Regions from separate parts of the Mus musculus genome. Here region 2 is linked to region 1. Evidence: chromatin contacts called from public HiChIP or PLAC-seq data. All regions are on one chromosome and are shown on one strand. Each heading gives the region's core, a stretch centred on a gene start, on an enhancer-like site or on the middle of the called end of the contact. The rest is flanking DNA. Distances are from core to core; before and after follow the strand shown. Region 1 overlaps Cotl1 (coactosin-like 1 (Dictyostelium)). Region 2 holds the start of Klhl36 (kelch-like 36).

Evidence for each region. HiChIP or PLAC-seq counts read pairs in DNA pulled down with a chosen protein or histone mark.
Region 2: a contact with region 1 is called in an H3K27ac HiChIP or PLAC-seq map of double positive thymocytes, with 7 read pairs. The contact joins the promoter of Klhl36 here to the enhancer-like site in region 1. A contact is called at or near these places in 2 of 39 promoter capture datasets (epiblast stem cells and liver), 1 of 484 Hi-C or Micro-C datasets (bone marrow-derived macrophages), 9 of 115 datasets of contacts at active chromatin or transcription factors (the HPC-7 cell line, double positive thymocytes, embryonic stem cells and 3 more) and 3 of 9 other capture datasets (adipose tissue, liver and pancreatic islet).

The regions. Positions count from the first base shown.
Region 1 is chr8:119,811,782-119,814,470 of GRCm38.p6, forward strand. The region is part of intron 3 of Cotl1 (coactosin-like 1 (Dictyostelium)); the gene reads right to left. Among named protein-coding and RNA genes, the nearest start is that of Cotl1, 27 kb to the right of the region's middle. Within about 2 kb of position 1,335, at least 163 of the 459 cell types and tissues checked have an H3K27ac peak or open chromatin away from gene starts, as enhancers often do. A contact at or near this core is called in the HPC-7 cell line, adipose tissue, bone marrow-derived macrophages and 5 more, where this site is marked.
Region 2 is chr8:119,860,944-119,863,632 of GRCm38.p6, forward strand. Klhl36 (kelch-like 36) reads left to right here and starts at 1,362. Exons shown (of 5, transcript NM_146219.1): 1 at 1,362-1,504.

The sequences.
Region 1 (2,689 bases), core at 85-2,584:
CACACATGCCCAGACTTCACAGCTACGTGATTCACCCCAAACAGCCAAGCACCCCAGGTAGCTAGCCATCAGATGAGAAGAGAGGGTAAGGCAGACCCTCAATGCATGGACGTTCCAAATGGTGACGCATTAATTAGTCATCGATGAAATTCTAATGCCCGGTGCAACATGGGCGAACAAATCCCTGAACATGGGCAAAAACAGACAGACATGAAGAGCCACCCACTGTCTGGTTCCTCTGACAGGAAATGTCCAAAAAAGGCAAATCCACAGAGAAAGCAGACCAGAGGTGACCAGGGGTGGGAGACAAAACAGGAAACGGCAGATGTCATCTAAGACGCATTGTGGTAAAACTGCACAGTTCGTGGAGGTGACTGCAAGCCAGCAGGGGTCAGAAGAGCAGCTCACTCTGCCCCACACCAGCCCAATGGCAGCTTTTCAGATTCCAAAAGACACCAGGAACTGGTGGCATATGCCTTTAGTCCCAGCACTCAGGAGGCAAAGACAGGTGGCTCTCTGGGATTCGAGGCCAGCCTGGTCTACAGAGCGAGTTCCAGGACAGCCAGGGCTACACAAGAAACCCTGTCTCGAAAAACCAAAAGATAAAAATTCTCAAAGACAATCAAGATTATTTTTCTTTTACAAACAAGACAGAGTCTGAAGACCACAATGCCTGCCCAAGGTCACAGACCTGGGACTACAGCCTCAGAGCAGGAGTGTGGCTCAGTTCAGTGCTTACCTTAGCAGGCAGGAGGGCGCGGGTTCAAGCCCCAGCACTGTCCTCACCCCCAACTACTATATGTAGATATCAAGAAAGGGAGCAAAATGCTTTGGAACTAGGGAGGGGTGGTTAAAGAGCTTACTTTTACATTAAATGGATTTTACATCAATAAAAACCAAAATCAGCAAAGTCGCCATAGCACCAGAAAGATCACGTTCTCGGCTTCCTAGATACCATGAGCAAGGCCACCAAGACATGGCAGGATATGGAGGAGGGGTTAATATTTGCCAAGAGAGGCAAGCCTCACACAATCTGACTGAATCCACCCTCAATACATTAGCCTTTTACCAGGTTACGATAAGGCCCTGGGGGCAGAGCTGAGACAGCCTTATGCAGCCCCAAATTCAAAGACCCTTCCCAGCAGCCCCAGGGCCAGCACTGCTAAGCTTATGCATGTGACCCAGACCATGGAAGGCAGTGGACCCCAGGTCTGGAAAGAGAATAGAGAGTTGTGTCTCAACTCCCAGGCCAGCGGCACGGGGGAGGGGCGCGGGTGCCCCAGCAAGGAAGTCAATGGGGCAAGAAGCCTAAGAGGAAGTTCAAAGTCCTCTGCTTGTTTGACAGCCTTATATGGCAATGTAAAGAAGAACCTGAAGTCTGGGTCAGGAACAAGAGTTTAGGAAGACAAGATAAGGACTAAGAAATCTAAAGGGAAGTTCTAAGGGCTGGGTGCAGCTATGGCTAAAACCACAAGAGCTGTCCCGTGGTCACACTACAACCAGGCAGTGTGGGATGCAAGCCCAGAGAGCAGGAGACTGACTGCCCACCAGTCTGAAGCCAGTTTGTGTTACATAGCAAAACTCTGTCTCAACAAACAAACAGGGGCTGTGCACGTGGCTCAGCTGGCGGAGGGCATGCCTAGCGTGCACAGAGCCCTGGGTTCAAGCCCCAGCACTTCATAAACCTGGCGTGTTGGCGCAGGCCTGTAATCCCAGAGAGAAGAGGATCAGAAATTCGAGACTGGGTGGGGAGATGGCTCAGAAGGTAAAGGCACTCGTCTCGAAGCCTGATGATCTCAGATCCCCGCCCTGCCCCGCCCCCCCCCCCCCCCCATGAAAGGAGAGGCCAGCCCCTGCACGCTGTCCAGACTCCACATGCTGCTGTGGTGTGCACAAATCCCCACACAAAGTTAGTACATGTGACTCCGTCTCAAAAAGGAGATCAGACTAGTGAATGGTACAGAGCAAGAAATGTAAATAGGCAAAATCGTCTATACTCTACCAGAGATACACCACGTACGTGCACACATATTCACTGTCCCAAACTTAAAAAAAAAAAAAAAACACCTCGAACCTTGAGGCACATTTAAAACCAAATCGCCATGAAGCGAATGCTTCCAAGTCTCCAAAGTTGACAGAACAGCCACGTGGGGTCAGCCACACGGGACATTCTCTCCTCTCTGCTGCCACAGAAGACAACTTTGTCTGCAGATTCGTTTTTTATAGTTGCTGCCTGCAGAGGCCAGAGACGGATCCTCTGGGACTATTACTGTGGGAGAGCAGTGTGGGGGTGCCGATCACACGTTCCAGCCTCCCCATCCCCACCCCCCAGGTCACGACCTTCCACTCCTGCTGTTCTGGGGAACCTCAAAGTTAGAAGGCAGAATCAAGAGTCCCTCATCTTGGGTTGAATGGTTTTCCCTCCAAGTGACCAAGGCAGGCAGCTAGCATTTCTGAGGCCACTGGAGCCCAAGCCATACTGTGGTTCCGAGACAGAGCCTGGGTCTTCGCTACGGGCTGATGTCTCTCATCAACAATCAGTCAGACTGCGGCCTTGCTCGCCACGAGCCTGGCTCGGGGCTGATGAACCTGGCTCTGTTCTCCTCACCCCACAAGAGACCACACTGCCCAGCTGAAGTCAGGGGTGTGTGCAGACTCACATCCCCCCCAGCAGGAATATGGTAAAGCC
Region 2 (2,689 bases), core at 112-2,611, 49 kb after region 1:
ATGTTAGGCTGTCTATGACAATAAGCTGAAGCAACAGTAGAACTGTTTAATCTACCTTAAAATTCTTAAAAATTCTAGGTAAATTTAATAGATAATAGGCATAAATGTATACTCTCATGGTATACAACTAACAATATTCTCATTTCAAAACTTTTTTATCATCTTCCCCCAAAAGTCCCTAATTTTCCTTTGTTAACGGTCCCAACCCCCTCACCCCTGGCATCCTCTACCATGCTTCTTGGCTCTCCCGCTTTCCTGTTTGAACGTTTTACTTATGCATTTCGTTTTCAAGTGGTTTGCTTTTCTGAGACGTCTCTCTGTGAAGCCCAGGCTGGCCTTGAACTCTTTATCTTCCTGCTTCAGCCTCCCAAGAGCTGAGATGACAGCTGTGTGCCACCAAATGCAGCTGGGAGTGTCCTTCGTGTCTAGATTCTTTCACGTAGAGGAACCTCTTCAAGGTTCTTCCAGGCTATGAGTGACGTTTGATAACTATTAGATGAATTAACAATGATCTAAGATCAACAGATGTTTACTGAGAGGGTATGTACCTGCCATAAAAGCCCAGCAAGGATTGTAACGTTTGTTGGACAGCTTCGAGTGGAGAAGAAAGAGACAGAGAAAAAGAGAGCCGCAAAAGCTCTAGAGAGTGAGAGAACGAGAGAGTGAGACAGAGACAGAGAAACAGACAGGCAGAGGAGAGGGAGGGAAGAAAAAGGAAAGAATTATTTAAAATATTTTGAATCGACTTGGTCAAAGTTGAGGGGAGTGGTGGTTGAGGCTCTGGGTTTAATCTCCTGAGCTTGGGGGGGGGGGGGCAAGTAATAATAATAGACTGGGATAAAGGTATGGAGAAAGCAGAAAGCGGGCCAGAGTGTAGGGGGTGTGGCTGTTAGCAGAGTAGTCAACAAAGGCCTCTTGACAGAATCAGTGAGCAGAAGCCAAGGGAAGATGAGGAGGATACAGCCTTCCCGGAGTTCCCGACCCACCCTGAGGTTTGTCCCACGGAGCCACCTCATATCCTGGAGCCTGGGACGTGGGCGCCAGCAAGCTTCTGCGGCGCATGCCTGACCTACTTAGGGGACAGCCAGGCACCATCAATAGTAAGGGACCCTGGGTGTCTCTTACAGATCTTGACCAGCTCAGCTCCTTCCCATCCACAGACCCCGCCCCTAAGGCTACACCTCCTGCCTCCCGCCTCCTCAGGCCCCGCCTCTGAAGCTGCACTCCGCCTTCACAGGCCTGCCCCTCAGGCGAGGCTCCGCCCCTTATCCTGCAGACCCCGCCTTTCGCCCGCCTGCCGGCCCCGCCCCCCAGCCGCCATTGACAGTGTAGGCTCGCACTTCCTTGCAGAGGGATGGCTGCGCTTCGGGCGGGCCCGGTAGCCCCGCAGTGTGCGCTGCTCTGGTAGCGGCTCGCAAGCGGGCGCGATCCGGGCTCGCGGGTGCACAGGTGCGGCCCACGCCTCCCTCGGCGCCTCAGCACCTTCGGGGCGGGACGCGGGACGGTGAGTGCCGCCTGGGCTCCGTGCTGGCTCCCGGGGATCCCGGGTGGGGGGGCTCTGGCTCTGCACCTTCACCACACCTGCTTGCACGCAGCTAGGCGCCACAGACATGGTCCGGGAGACTAAGGCGAGCCTGGCACTGGAGAACTCTCTCTAGATTCCTTGGCCTAGAAAAGAAAGCTTCCAGACAGTGAGGAACTAGAGACCTGGCTGGCCGCCCTAAGTAGATGGGCAGAGAGGGTATCTATGTTTTCCTGTCTGTGACCTTGGGTGGGCCCCTCGGCCACCTGCCCACCCACGGTGCGATTTTAGCCCTGTGGGAACAGTGGTGCCCATTCTCACACCGCCAAGGTGAACCGGGAGAATCAGGGGTATGCAGTAATTAGATGCTGATTGGTACCTTTCTCTCTGGGCCCCCAGCAGCTGGGAGAGTTCCTGCCTGGATACAGCTTAGTCACAAAGTTACTAGTTTTCTGGAAAAGATTCAGTTGTGTCTTCTTTCCCAGAGAGAGCGGAACAGGATGGAATGTCCGGACTTCTTCCTCCATGGGAACACTGGAGCCCCCTCGCTCTCCCCATTTATCTCAGAACCAGCTGACTTATCTTTAGCAGAGACTCTTTGTTCAGTAGGAAACAAAATGATTCTTCGTGTGGGTTCAGCAGAACTGGGAGGGGGGGGGAATTTGTCTTGTAGCTCCAGCCCATGTTGGTTTTATAAGGAAAAGGGGGTAAAGAATTGAGACAGGAAAAGACAGACTCTTCTCCACGGGCTGTTAATGAAACAAGCGAGAGGCTGCACTTTCCAGCCTTCTAGAAAGAGAGGGGCTTTTGGGAGGAGGGAGGCTTTGGGAGTTGTAAGTAGGGGACTTGCAGGTGTTAGCTCCCACCCCAGAAGATAGAGGGATAAGCAGAATTTCTCTGAATTTAGCCCAACAGGTTTATTCCTAACTGGGTGTCCCCTGCCAGTGTCCGCCTAGACTTCCAAGTCCTCCAAAGCCTGCCTCATAGTTAAAAGACTATGGGACATCGTGTGTCAGGTCTATAGATTTGATCAGAAAGGTCAGCACAGCAGTATTGCTCGTGTTTGTGTGAGAGCACAGACCTCAGGGGAGGTTTCTCCTTGTGGATTCCTCCCTCCTATGACCAGACAGTACAGCTGTGGGCGCAGAGGAACCGGAGGCCCTGAAC